4 separate regions of the Mus musculus genome follow, and all the other regions are linked to region 3. A link is a contact called in public capture Hi-C and promoter capture Hi-C data. All regions are on one chromosome and are shown on one strand. The core of a region is the stretch at or near the end of the contact, and the rest is flanking DNA. Distances in the headings are between cores, read along the strand shown. Region 1 holds the start of Baiap3 (BAI1-associated protein 3). Region 2 holds the start of Gnptg (N-acetylglucosamine-1-phosphotransferase, gamma subunit). Region 3 holds the start of Chtf18 (CTF18, chromosome transmission fidelity factor 18). Region 4 holds the start of Mrpl28 (mitochondrial ribosomal protein L28).

Region 1 (2,708 bases), core at 159-2,658, 470 kb before region 3:
CTCTCTGGGCTTCCAGTCCACAGCAAACACAAGGGTGCTGAGTGGGGTAGTGCCTATGGACCTCTCCACGGCCGGCCTCAGTAGCTCAGCCTCCAGTCCTCAGGTGGTCTACCTGTTACACATTCTGTTTGCAAGCTCATCCCTCCCTGAGTCACAGGGAGTGTAGGGGTGTGTAGGGGGAGATCTGCACTGTGCTCTCTGTGGATGGATGCTCTCCAGGCCTACAGATGGAGACTGGTTCACTCTACCCTGGAGTCTTACCTGCTACTTACCTGTCTCTGTTGAGTTAGTTGCTCCTGATCGGCTGTTTTTGATGATAGGGGCGGGGGAGGCTGTGGTTACCCTCCCCTGTTCTATTGAGGTTACCTTCTTCTCCTTGAAGGCAGGAGGTCTGAAGGGAGTTTGGTCTTGGTCTTGCTTTCTTTCTGTTTCTATTTCTGTCTCTCTCTGATTCTGTCTCTCTGTCTCTGTCTCTGTCTCTACCTCTGTGCCTCTCTCTCTCTCTCTCTCTCTCACACACACACACACACACACACACACACACACACACACACACACACAGTCAGACCCCAGGCAAATGGTGGGACCCGAATTCCTGGGTAACTAGGGAGGAAAAAGGCTTACCCTGGCAGGGATTTTGGGTTACTGAGGGCAAAGGTCTCATGAGGGGAGTCGGAAAGTGGTAGGGACACGGGCGCTGGGGCCTTGAGGGGATTCAACCTGTTCAGAGAAGCCCCGTAGGGCGTCTCCGAGGTCCCCAGCTCCGCTTCAGTCAGGGGCCTCTATTGGGAAAAAGGGTTACAGTCAGGTGGCTCAGCAGCGGCGGCCGTGGGAACCGAGGTTGAAGGTGTGCACTCTCTGGCTCTGGAGGTCTCACCCTTCAACCCTCCCGGGGAATTCTGCAGTGTGGACCTCCAGTAGCCCTTTACTTAGCTCAGAGCCTAGGACGCCGGCCGTGCGACCCCGCCCCTCTCTCTGAGCACGCGCGGCCTCAGTTTCCCCAGGACCTCAGTTTCCCATTGCCTCTGACGCCAGCAATTCCCGTGCTCCACCCGGAGCGTAGTGCAGAAGCCAGGGGTGGGGGTGGGGCTAAGCCCGAGGGGGCGGTCGCGTCCGTCCGTCCGTCCGTCTGTCTGTCTGTGATAAAAAGCAGGTTAAGCCTCGACGGCAGTCTGACGACATTGGGCAGGAGTTACAGCACTCACCGTGGACAGGGCTTCGGGGGCCACAGGGTCGGGGGGGTCCCTGCTGGCGCTGGCGTTGCTGTCGCACTAGCTGGGGACACCGAGGCACAGCGACCGCTAGCAGCCGCGCGCGCTGGAGACTGAGCACTGCAGAGCGGGCGCCGCGGGCGGGGGGCGCGGGCGGGCGGAGGCGGGGCCTGGCCTGGTTTGCTGGTCAGAGGTTCCAGCCCTGCCCACCCCTACCCTGCGCGTTTGGGGTCGGCAGGGGGTCTCTACCAGCACGGTAGTGGCCAGAGAGACCCTGCTCTGGGCACAGGGCTCAGTAACCTACAGGTGGGTGCAGGGACAGGTTGTGTTAGCTGTCCCCCCACCCCCCTTCTCCTGCCCCGAGGGAGGAGGCTGTCACGGGGTCTCCTTCCCAGGGCCGCAGGGAAGCTACAGTCGCCCAAAAGAAACAGTCGCCCAAAGGAAACACGAAGTGCCTGGTGTTTCTTGAAGTGCTGTACAGCCATATCCAAAGTCAACCCTCTCACAAAAGCTCTGCTGCTCAGTACTACCCGGAGCTGCTCTCTTCCAGGGAAGTCAGCTCTGGTATTAACCTGGGACATCTCGTGATGTCACTGCTATCTGTGAATGTGTGCAGAAGACACACATTAAGCCACATCCTGCTGTTCCCAGCCCACTTCTCCTAAGGCCCCCTCCACCACTTGAGGTCACCTGGAGACTTGTTAAATGAGTTGCCTGTCCAGTTCCTAAAAGTGCGAGCTCTGAAGCTGGGGCAGAGGAAATACCTGACAGGGTTCTTTGTGTGGGTTCTCAGCACCCACTGGGAGTTGTTCTTGGCTGTTCCAGGGCTCAGTAGGCCCCTGAAGACTGACACAAACTTCGGTGGGAAACCACTGGTGGCCATGTTGCTTCTAAGTAGTTCCACTTTGGAGTTTATACCAAAAGTCTCATTCTTTTGTTTGTTTGGTTTGGTTTGATTTTTCGTTTCTCTGTGTAGCCCTGGCTGTCCTGAAATTCACTCTGTAGACCAGGCTGGCCTTGAACTCAAGAGTTTCCCACTACTGACCGGTTTAAAGGTCTCATTCTTATGGGAAGGACTCCAACCAGTGTGAGGGTCAGGAAAGCAGGCCTGAAAATTCTCCACTTCAGACTGTAGCAAATGACATCTCTGCTGAGGCGACAGACTTTCCAGAGTGCTGGGCGGGGGGCCTTTGTTCCTCATTACTGGGATTTGGAGAGGAAACATCTGAGGGACAACAGTCAGGCCATAGTCCTTCATTCCAGGGGACATACAGGTGAGGTCACCTGTCTGTATCCCAATTCACATCTCTGTCAGTCCCTCCATCCATCACTGAAGACAGGCACCAGAACAGAATATTGTCCTGCAGAATGCTCCGTTCTCAGTCAACCTCTGGCTTGGCACAGTCCGGCCAGGCAAAAGTGATAAAAGTCAAACCCACTGTCAGGACCAGGATATCAGATGAGCAAGGGAAGGTCCTGGACTCTATGCCCCACACT
Region 2 (3,146 bases), core at 492-2,991, 490 kb before region 3:
TTCACGGGATCAAATCTACAAACCAGCTTGCCCAACATGCCTAAGATAGTGGGTCACCAAATCCCCAGAGTGCAGCTAGTCACGTTTTTTTTTTTTTTTTTGGAATCTTTATCATGTATCTACTTATTTATTTATTTATTTTTATTAGATACTTTATTTATATACAATATAAATAAATATTAAATAAATTTATTATTATATATATTTATATATATTTATATTATATATTTATTTATATATAATATAAATATATATATATAAATAAATATATATTTCAAATGCTATCCCGAAAGTTCCCTATACCCTCCCTCCACCCTGCTCCCCTACCCACCCACTCCTGCTTCTTGGCCCTGGCATTCCCCTGTACTGGGGCATATAAAATTTGCAATACCAAGGGGCCTCTCTTCCCAGTGATGGCCAACTAGGCCATCTTCTGCTACATATGCAGCTAGAGATATGAGCTCTGGGGGTACTGGTTAGTTCATATTGTTGTTCCACCTATAGGGTTGCAGACCCCTTCAGCTCCTTGGGTGCTTTCTCTAGCTTCTCCATTGGGGGCCCTGTGTTCCATCTTATAGATGACTTGTGAGCATCCACTTCTGTATTTGCCAGGCACTGGCATAGCCTCATACGAGACAGCTATAACAGGGTCCCTTCAGCAAGATCTTTCTGGCATATGCAATAGTGTCTGGGTTGCCAAGGTTCTTTTATGCTGGCCAGCCCTGAGCCACCTCCAACAGCTTGTCTTTCAGTCCTCCTAGGATCTTAGTCCCAAATTTCCTGTGCTGGTGCCCTCTCCACTCCGTAAGACCTAGAAAGGGCTAGATACACCTGGAGTGTTGAGTCTTCATACCCAACATCCCTAGAGCTTCTAATTGGTCTAAGCACCTGTGGAAAGTAGAGGCTTTAATACCACAAGTTGGAGGCCAGCTTGAGTCTACTATAAAAGACTTTGAAAGACTCTTACCTTAAAAACACAAAAGTAGCCGGGGGTGGCACACGCCTTTAATCCCAGCACTTGGGAGGCAGAGGCAGGCGGATTTCTGAGTTCCGGGCCAGCCTGGTCTACAAAGAGTTCCAGGGCTATACAGAGGAACCCTGTCCCGAAAAACAAAACGAAACAAAACAAAAACCCCACAAAAGTTAGGGATGTGACCCAAGCCTTGAGCGCTTGCTTGCTTAGCCCTAGGTAATCGCCAACCCTGGGAGCGAGAGGGGATTGCAGTTCCAGTATATACTTCAGAGCATTTAAAACACTCAAGTTTGACAAACGAATTCGTAACCCTTCAGCGAGTACATTATGAGTCCTTCATCCAAGGCACCCTTCCCTCCCTAACCGAGAGCTTTTTTCGGCCCCCTCAGTCAGCACCTCGGCCAGCTCCGCACCCTCCCGCGCTCACCGGATACAGCTGAAGGCTCTCTCTTGGGCTGAAGGCGGCTTGCCTGGGGCAAGAACGGGTTATTCAGCCTATGGAACAGAGAAGGTCAGAAGAGCCAGCCAGGCTCGGTCCCCAAGCCGCAGGACCGTGATCCGCTCACCCGAATGTGTTAGGCTCCTCCACCACCTTCATCTTCCCGGCACATGCCGGCGCGGGCCCTGCGGAGCGGGGAGAGAGGTGGTGAGTAGGGAGCGGAGGCGCGAGCGACGCCAGCGCGCGGGGGGCTATGTGCGCGGAGCCACTGACCCTGCGACGCGAGCCCCAGCAACATCAGGAAGCCAGCCAGCCGCCCCGCCATTGCTCCTAGGGTCTCACGGTCACGTGAGTGACAGCCGGAACTGACTCCCCTCAAAACCGGAAGCTGTGCGAGCGCGCACGCGCGCACGCTCTTGAACAAACGCTGGAGCTGAGGATTTCATCTCGGATTTCATCTAACATTATGGGCCGCAAGAAAGTTGCTCGCGGATCCAGGAAAGAGAGCGGTCGTGTTCGGCGACCCTCTGGCCGCTCTCTGGATGCTTTCGCTGAAGAGGTGGGCGCTGCGCTGCGTGGTGAGTTTGGAGCAGTCGGAGCAGCGGGTCGGGCCTGGGAGCAGGCGCTGAGGACCCGGCCTTCTCTCTCTCCTTGTAGCATCCGTGCAGCCCGAGGAGGCCGAGGACCAGGGCGGCCCGGGCCCTGCGGCGCTGCCTTGTGCCTTGGCTATGTGGGAGCTTGGTCACTGCGACCCCAAGCGCTGCACGGGCCGCAAACTGGCCCGTCTGGGTCTGGTGCGCTGCCTGCGCCTGAGCCAAAGGTTTGGCGGTCTGGTGCTCAGCCCAGTAGGCACTGAGTACGTGTCTCCGGCAGACAGGTAGACACCAGAGGCCTGGGGATCGGGGAGGGGTCGGAGAGGGGTTGGAATGCCCTTCCCACCATCTTGTCTTTGTTAAACTGCCCTGTATCAGGAGTATCATTTTCTTCAAGCCTTGCTTATTGGTCTTGGATGTCCACATCTTTCATATGAGCAGAGTTGTATTTAATTTGACCCTTTTCATAGAGCAGGGCTATAGTGTAGAAAGCCTAGGAGAAACATTTGTTGTGTAAAGTAAACACTGTCCAGCTACCCTCAACTGCTTCCTGAAGGGTTCTTTCTACTATTGCAATAAACCATAACTTCGAAATAGCAGAGTGATCTCTCATCTGTAGTGAAGCCAGTCTCCAAGGATGTGCCTTATTTGGGGCCCTAGAACCTACCCTACACTCTCTGACAGACAGCTGGTGGCACAGTCAGGGGTCGCAGTCATAGACTGCTCCTGGGCCAAACTGGACGACACACCCTTTCAGAAGATGCGAGGGAGCCACTTGCGGCTCCTGCCTTACCTCGTAGCTGCCAACCCTGTAAACTATGGCCGGCCCTGCAAACTTTCCTGTGTGGAAGCTTTCGCTGCTGCCTTCTGCATCGTAGGTGAGTTTTGGGTCTGACAGAAGCCTGGCAATGGCAGTCTGGAGGCTGACTGCTTGCCCCCTCCTCCTCCCTCACCTGGAGACTGGGGTTTCTTCTGGCAGAGTCTGAGCAAGGGGGTGGGATGTGAGGAGAATATATTGGGAGCCATTAGAAAACAGCCTTTGTCTTCAGTCTCAGTGCCCACATACAGTCTTAACCTTATGAAGCAGAGGTAGAGGCAAAATGGACCACTGCCTTCCCTGGATGGTGTGTGGGCCCAATGG
Region 3 (2,921 bases), core at 20-2,519:
TTTAAGGTGAAGAGGAAAAGAAAAACAGAAAGCTAATATATGGGGTACAAGGCGGCACTCTAAGGCCACGTAGCCTCAAAAGTAGCACTGCTGTTTCCAACACTGGACTACCTGGCGTGCCTGTTTCTAGCAATTCAGATAGGTGAAACTGGCCTCAGAACCTGCTGAGAGCCTATTGGCAACATAAAAGAACCAATACCATGGCAAACCCCATGCTATGGCCACACACCTGCACCCCAGGGCCTATGAGGTCAGCCCGAAGCACCAAAAAGGCCCGTTCTCCACTTGTGGATGTCACATTGATATAATCTTCTAAGATAGGAGGCCGTCTCAGGACAGGATTGCGATTTCGGGGACTTGGCAATGTCTGCATGAGGTCTTTGTCAGCATTAGCATCTGAATACCTAGGAGAGACAAGCAGCTCCCTGTCACTCTCAAATGGGGTGCTTGACCCACACTCACTCCTCTTGCCGTCCCATAGACATCCACTTCCAGAGCCTCATGCAGGGACAGGCAGCTTTCCAAGTCAGAATTACATGCCCTTAAGCAACACACCCAGCATCCAACATCTCAGGGAAGACCTCTGGACTCGGTGGAGGGGTAATGTCCCCAGGAGGGGAATCTGGATATAAGAGCTCCTCCATATCTGGCTCAAAGTTCAGCTTCTTCACCACGTCCAACCTGGGTCGTTTGACCATGGGGCCTGCAGAGACAGAGGCAGAAAGAGGTGAAAGAATAGAAAACTGATCCTCAGAATTCCCCGACTTTAAGTGCTCAGTCCCCAATCGGACATACTGGAGGGCGCGGGCTGGTCCCTACGAACATTCTTTCTAGTATTGCGGTTGACATTTCCTGGCGACCCTGCAGGGCAGGGACGCGGGACAGTGTCCCCACCAGCGATGGCCTCTTCGAAGGTTAGCGGAGGGCGGCTCGCTGGAGTTTGGAGGGTCCCAGGAGGAGCCTGGTCCCGTGTTCCTGCTGAGACAGAGGTTGATAGCAGCAACACACATTAAGAAGCGAACTCCCAGCCGTTACCAATCCCATCCACACAGCTCTCCATGCTGCAGCAGGATGCAGCCACGACCCAGGACCCGCGCCCACCTTCCAGCTCAGCCAGCACTTCGAGCTCAGCTGCGAACTGGTTTTGGAAATCATCCTCCACACCATACAGATCTTCCTCGTAGTCTTCCATGGAGCCAGACCACAACTCCCACAGCTCAGAGTCCCTCAGAACTTCCCGCGCCGCCGCCACCGCGCGCTACCCCGCCCCGAGAGCCTCCAATACCGCCAATCAACAGCCGACGTTCCCAGAGGCGCCCGCCATTGGCCAGCGGGGAAGGGCGGGTCTTACTCCCAGAGGGCGGGAGGAGAGGAATAATAGTTCAATGGTTGGAGTGGAGGATCAAGAACGCTTTCTATTGGCCTGTACAGTAAGTAATCCGTGGGGGAGGCGGGGAAATAGGTGGGACTAAAAAAGCGCGTGCGCAGACTATTCGGGTAGGGCCTTACCATTCTTCAGTGGGCGGAGCTCCAGGCCCGGAATGCCATTGGCCAGTACGACCATCCATTAGGAAAGTGGAATGGGCAGGGTGAAAAGGCGGAGCTGCGCGCCAGCCAGGCCAAGACCTGGTTCCTAGTATAGGGAAGCGAGGTTGGATGCAGAGCTGAGAATTGACATCCTGGTCCCTTGGCCCTGTTGCAGGTAAGTCCTAAAGGGTCTGCCTGTGGTCACAGGCTGGTGGGAGGCAAGTTAGGGAGCGCTTGAAGTCCTGGGTGGTCCTGGGCAATAACCTAGCGTGAAGTGTGTAGGCGTGAGCTGGACAACCAGGCTGTTTATTCCACTTCAAGTCAGGGAGAGCTCCCTAACCCTGAGTCCATGGCAAGTCAGAATCACCTGACCTTGGCCAGACTCCCATTCCGGAGCTGACACCCCTGGCATGGGCCCTTGTGGAAGACATAAAGGGTTCCAGCAGGTTCTGGCCCCAGTAAGTGTGTACAGTACTTGAAGACCAGGTCAGGCACCCTCCTACCCCAGGCTCACTCCCACCTGCGTGCAGCCCCACCATGGAGCCTGGCAGCATGGAAAATCTGTCCATCGTGTACCAGAGCAGCGACTTCCTGGTGGTGAACAAGCACTGGGACCTGCGCATTGATAGCAAGACCTGGCGGGAGACCCTGACCCTACAGAAGCAGCTCCGACACCACTTCCCAGAGCTGGCTGACCCTGACACCTGCTATGGGTTCAGGTACACAGCCAACATGGAGAGCCCCACTGCAGCATCCTTCCAAAGGATGCTGGGACACTGGACTCTGCCACAAAGGTGCTAACCAGAGCACCACAGGGTCCAGCCACTGCTGCTCTTCTGCCCGTTCCCAGGTTCTGCCACCAGCTGGACTTCTCCACCAGTGGGGCACTGTGCGTAGCCCTGAATAAGGCAGCTGCGGGCAGTGCTTATAAATGCTTCAAGGAACGGCGAGTCACCAAAGCCTACCTGGCACTGGTAAGTCCTGGCCAGTTCCTGGGATGCTGTGTGGAGACCCAAGGCTCACAGCCTACTCCAGCAGGCCTCTCAACTGAAGCTCCGTGCCAGGCTTATGTGCCTATCTAGAGCTCAGCCACATTCCTCTCAGAGATGACAGTGTGGCCCAGTGAGCTGCATGTGATGTCCTTGCTCGACAGGTCCGAGGCCATGTCCAGGAAAGCCAAGTGACGATCAACTATGCCATTGGCAGGAATAGCACGGAGGGGCGGACGCATACCATGTGCATCGAGGGCACTCATGGTAATAGTGGTTTGTTGTGGGGGCCATGGGCATGTCTCCAAAGCCTGCGTGAATGGGAACGGCCAGACAGGTGGAAATTGGAGTTGGCTCAGGCTCTAGGGCTGGCCCAGTGGGCCCTTACACTTTAGTTTTCATCTA
Region 4 (2,819 bases), core at 238-2,737, 400 kb after region 3:
TCCATGGCTTCCGTTGGCATCGCCATGTATACTTCAATGATGACCAGTGACAATTACTACTACACCCACAGCATTTGGCACATCCTACTGGCTGGTAGTGCAGCATTTCTTCTGCCACCACGAGAGGAAAAAGCTGGGTCCTGGGCCTGTTTGCAGAAGTTCCCTTGTCACTACCAGATCTGCAGGAATGATCGGGATGAGTTGTACACAGTGACCTGATAAGGCTGGTTCATGGACACCTGAAACTCTAATGACCTCTTCAGCTAGGACAAGCGAGAGAGGTGCTTGTCTAGCCCCAACCAGGTTTCCATCTGAATAAAATTGTCCTGAGACGCTTGGCTTCTTTCTCCAGAGAAGACCCCCTCCACCCCAAAAAATCTTTATGGCTGCTGCCAATTCCTCTGAAGGTCACAGCTGTTTCCACCTGGAGCCCACAGGTGCCACGTGTGGGCTGATCACGCTGTTATGGATGGGGATACAGATAAGGGATTCCTGTGGTCCCCTTCCTTTGGAAAGCCGTGATATGAGACCCACAAGCAAGGAAGTCTGAGTGCACAGAGGTCACTCACTGTCTCTGACATCCTGTACCCTTAATGCCATCCTGCCTTGGCATGGGGATACCCTCCTGCTGCAGTTGCTATGGTAGAGTCCAGGGTCATCAGAGAGCTGATTAAGACCTGGAGTGCTGTGTGCTGTCCCTCCCTCATTGTCTGTTGGAGCAGGAGGCCTTCGGGAGAGCCTGAGGTAGCAGGCTGCTCAGCTGTATGAGGTCTGGCTCCAGAAGGCACACAATGCTCGCTAGTGTTCCCTTCTCTCTTAAGGGGTCCAAGGCCCCAGTCTGGTGAGCATTCTCCTGTGCTGGCCCTAGACACTTGGATGAGGCTGACCCCTACTGGATCAACTGAGGATTAAGGAGTGGGTTCTGGATCCCCAGCCCAATCTTTCTGGTCTCCTGGGGTCACTGAGCTGGTAGTGCTGTGTGCCCAGGCCATTTGGTTCCCACTGTGAGGCTCATCTGCTCTGAGTACTGGGATTGCAGGTGTGGGCTTCTGGGCTCCTTCCCAAGCTACTAACATCCTTTATTTGGCACCAAAGCACACTTTAGCCCCTGAAAGGGGAAATGTGTATATTCTGTTGGGGGTGGGGGGCAGGTGGTAAAATGTTACTGTTCTAAGATATGAAGGCATATTTTTATGTAATTGGTGAATTTAATATTCTACAATAATTTTTCAAATCAAATGAGTGGTCTTTTTTTTTTTTTTCCTTGCGTCCCTGGAGGGAAAGGGAGGTTGAGCTCAGGGTAGCCTTTCCCAACAGGCTTGCCAAAGCTGCTGGGGAACTCCTGGGCTGCACTTGGCAGACGGTGCCTTGAACCCATTCGCAGTAGATAATTTTTCATGGTCCCTAAAGGAGGCGGAGGGAAAGGGATTAGTTTAGATGGACGGGCGTTGCTGCCAATTGGCAGCGAGCGAAGGCGCACGTTCGGTGACGCTATTCCGGTTCCGGGAGGCGCGGGCGCGCTCTCCTAGAAGTAGAGGGTCGCGCGATGCCGCTGCACAGGTATCCTGTGCACCTGTGGCAGAAGCTGCGGCTGCGGCAGGGCATCTGTGCGCGCTTGCCCGCCCACTTCTTGCGCTCACTGGAAGAAGAACGGACGCCGACCCCGGTACACTACAAACCTCACGGGACCAAGTTCAAGATCAACCCCAAGAATGGGCAGCGCGAGCGCGTTGAGGACGTACCCATTCCAGTTCACTACCCTCCAGAGTCCCAGCAGGGACTGTGGGGTGGAGAGGGCTTGATTTTAGGCTACAGATACGCCAACAACGACAAGGTGGGTGCGGACCATCTCGGCTGTTCTGCATGCTTTGCTGAGCAGGCGCTGCTCTGGGCGCCACAAACGGTCAACCAGACTAACACAAGCGTTTTGTTTACGGAGCAAGCTAACTCCGATAGCAAAGTCTAGTCCTGAAGTGGGGTGGTCCTGGATCAGATAGTATCAAAAGTAAGGACAGAGTGGGGACAGTGGTGGAGAAAAGGAAGGAGGAAGGATAGATTCGAAGCTTGTGCCGAAGAGGAGGGAGAAGTGAAATCTGCTTGTCACCTGCTAGTTTCTATGCGCATTTCCCTCATTTTTAGGACGGAATAACTTTGCTCCTAGTACATAAAAATCAAAAAGACCGAGATGACTGCCTGGAGTCTATCTCTTCTGGTGATACTCTGCTCCTAGGCAAGCCCTGTGGGAGGAGAGAGTATGTTTCAGGCCTTCCAGGGTGTCATTCACTTGCCTGTGGCTACTGGGTTTCAGCTGTGTGAGAATCTGGAACATATACCAGTAGCATTAGGGCTAGCCTGAGTGAAGCAGACATCTAGGTGGGTGGGTGTCCAGAGCCAGCTCAGGGGCCCTGACCTGCATCAGTGGTCCTGAGGAGCGTCTGAGGAAGGGAGAGGGCCTGGCTCACAGTAGCCCAGGTTCCAGAAGGGTGCTTTGGGGCCCACTTGGTCTATAGGAAAACGGGAGGTTTCTCTTGCACCCTTAGCTCTCCAAGAGGGTGAAGAAGGTGTGGAAGCCACAGCTGTTCACTCGGGAGCTTTACAGTGAAATCCTGGACAAGAAGTTCACCGTGACTGTGACCATGAGGACCCTGGATCTCATCGATGAGGCCTATGGATTTGACTTCTATATTCTCAAGGCAAGCAGGGGTTAGTGCACTCCAAGGTCTTGTCAGACTCGTGGGAAGTGCCGAGTGCACTGCATGGGCATGGGCAGGGAGTGTGGGGCACCCCAGGGTAGCCATTACAAGTAGGACTGAGTCCCT

The links. Promoter capture Hi-C pulls out the DNA fragments that hold promoters and counts their contacts. Capture Hi-C pulls out chosen DNA fragments and counts their contacts.
Region 1: a contact with region 3 is called in a capture Hi-C map of embryonic stem cells, with 4 times the contacts expected there. The contact joins the promoter of Baiap3 here to the promoter of Chtf18 in region 3. A contact is called at or near these places in 2 of 39 promoter capture datasets (the 3T3-L1 cell line and maxillary cranial neural crest), 1 of 484 Hi-C or Micro-C datasets (the G1E-ER4 cell line), 4 of 115 datasets of contacts at active chromatin or transcription factors (SST interneurons, astrocytes, craniofacial prominence and 1 more) and 1 of 9 other capture datasets (embryonic stem cells).
Region 2: a contact with region 3 is called in a promoter capture Hi-C map of pre-B cells, with 3 times the contacts expected there. The contact joins the promoter of Gnptg here to the promoter of Chtf18 in region 3. A contact is called at or near these places in 6 of 39 promoter capture datasets (the 3T3-L1 cell line, HPC-7-derived erythroid cells, embryonic stem cells and 3 more), 1 of 484 Hi-C or Micro-C datasets (the G1E-ER4 cell line), 4 of 115 datasets of contacts at active chromatin or transcription factors (embryonic forebrain, large pre-B cells, memory CD8 T cells and 1 more) and 1 of 9 other capture datasets (embryonic stem cells).
Region 4: a promoter capture Hi-C map of liver shows a contact between it and region 3, with 1.9 times the contacts expected there. The contact joins the promoter of Mrpl28 here to the promoter of Chtf18 in region 3. A contact is called at or near these places in 1 of 39 promoter capture datasets (liver), 1 of 484 Hi-C or Micro-C datasets (CD4 T cells) and 1 of 115 datasets of contacts at active chromatin or transcription factors (pancreatic cancer cells).

The regions. Positions count from the first base shown.
Region 1 is chr17:25,254,956-25,257,663 of GRCm38.p6, forward strand. It overlaps Baiap3 (BAI1-associated protein 3), which reads right to left and starts at 1,409. Exons shown (of 34, transcript NM_001163270.1): 1 at 1,206-1,409.
Region 2 is chr17:25,238,375-25,241,520 of GRCm38.p6, forward strand. It overlaps Gnptg (N-acetylglucosamine-1-phosphotransferase, gamma subunit), which reads right to left and starts at 1,742. Exons shown (of 11, transcript NM_172529.3): 1 at 1,686-1,742; 2 at 1,540-1,597; 3 at 1,401-1,468. The coding sequence starts at 1,737. Tsr3 (TSR3 20S rRNA accumulation) reads left to right here and starts at 1,796. Exons shown (of 6, transcript NM_026676.3): 1 at 1,796-1,990; 2 at 2,070-2,289; 3 at 2,690-2,883. The coding sequence starts at 1,879.
Region 3 is chr17:25,726,146-25,729,066 of GRCm38.p6, forward strand. It overlaps Chtf18 (CTF18, chromosome transmission fidelity factor 18), which reads right to left and starts at 1,270. Exons shown (of 22, transcript NM_145409.2): 1 at 1,102-1,270; 2 at 796-975; 3 at 556-703; 4 at 230-404. The coding sequence starts at 1,192. Rpusd1 (RNA pseudouridylate synthase domain containing 1) reads left to right here and starts at 1,572. Exons shown (of 6, transcript NM_028009.4): 1 at 1,572-1,702; 2 at 2,058-2,246; 3 at 2,378-2,501; 4 at 2,681-2,783. The coding sequence starts at 2,065.
Region 4 is chr17:26,122,016-26,124,834 of GRCm38.p6, forward strand. Mrpl28 (mitochondrial ribosomal protein L28) reads left to right here and starts at 1,488. Exons shown (of 5, transcript NM_024227.3): 1 at 1,488-1,834; 2 at 2,541-2,693. The coding sequence starts at 1,547. Pgap6 (post-glycosylphosphatidylinositol attachment to proteins 6) reads left to right here. Exons shown (of 13, transcript NM_021793.2): 13 at 1-1,239. The coding sequence ends at 219.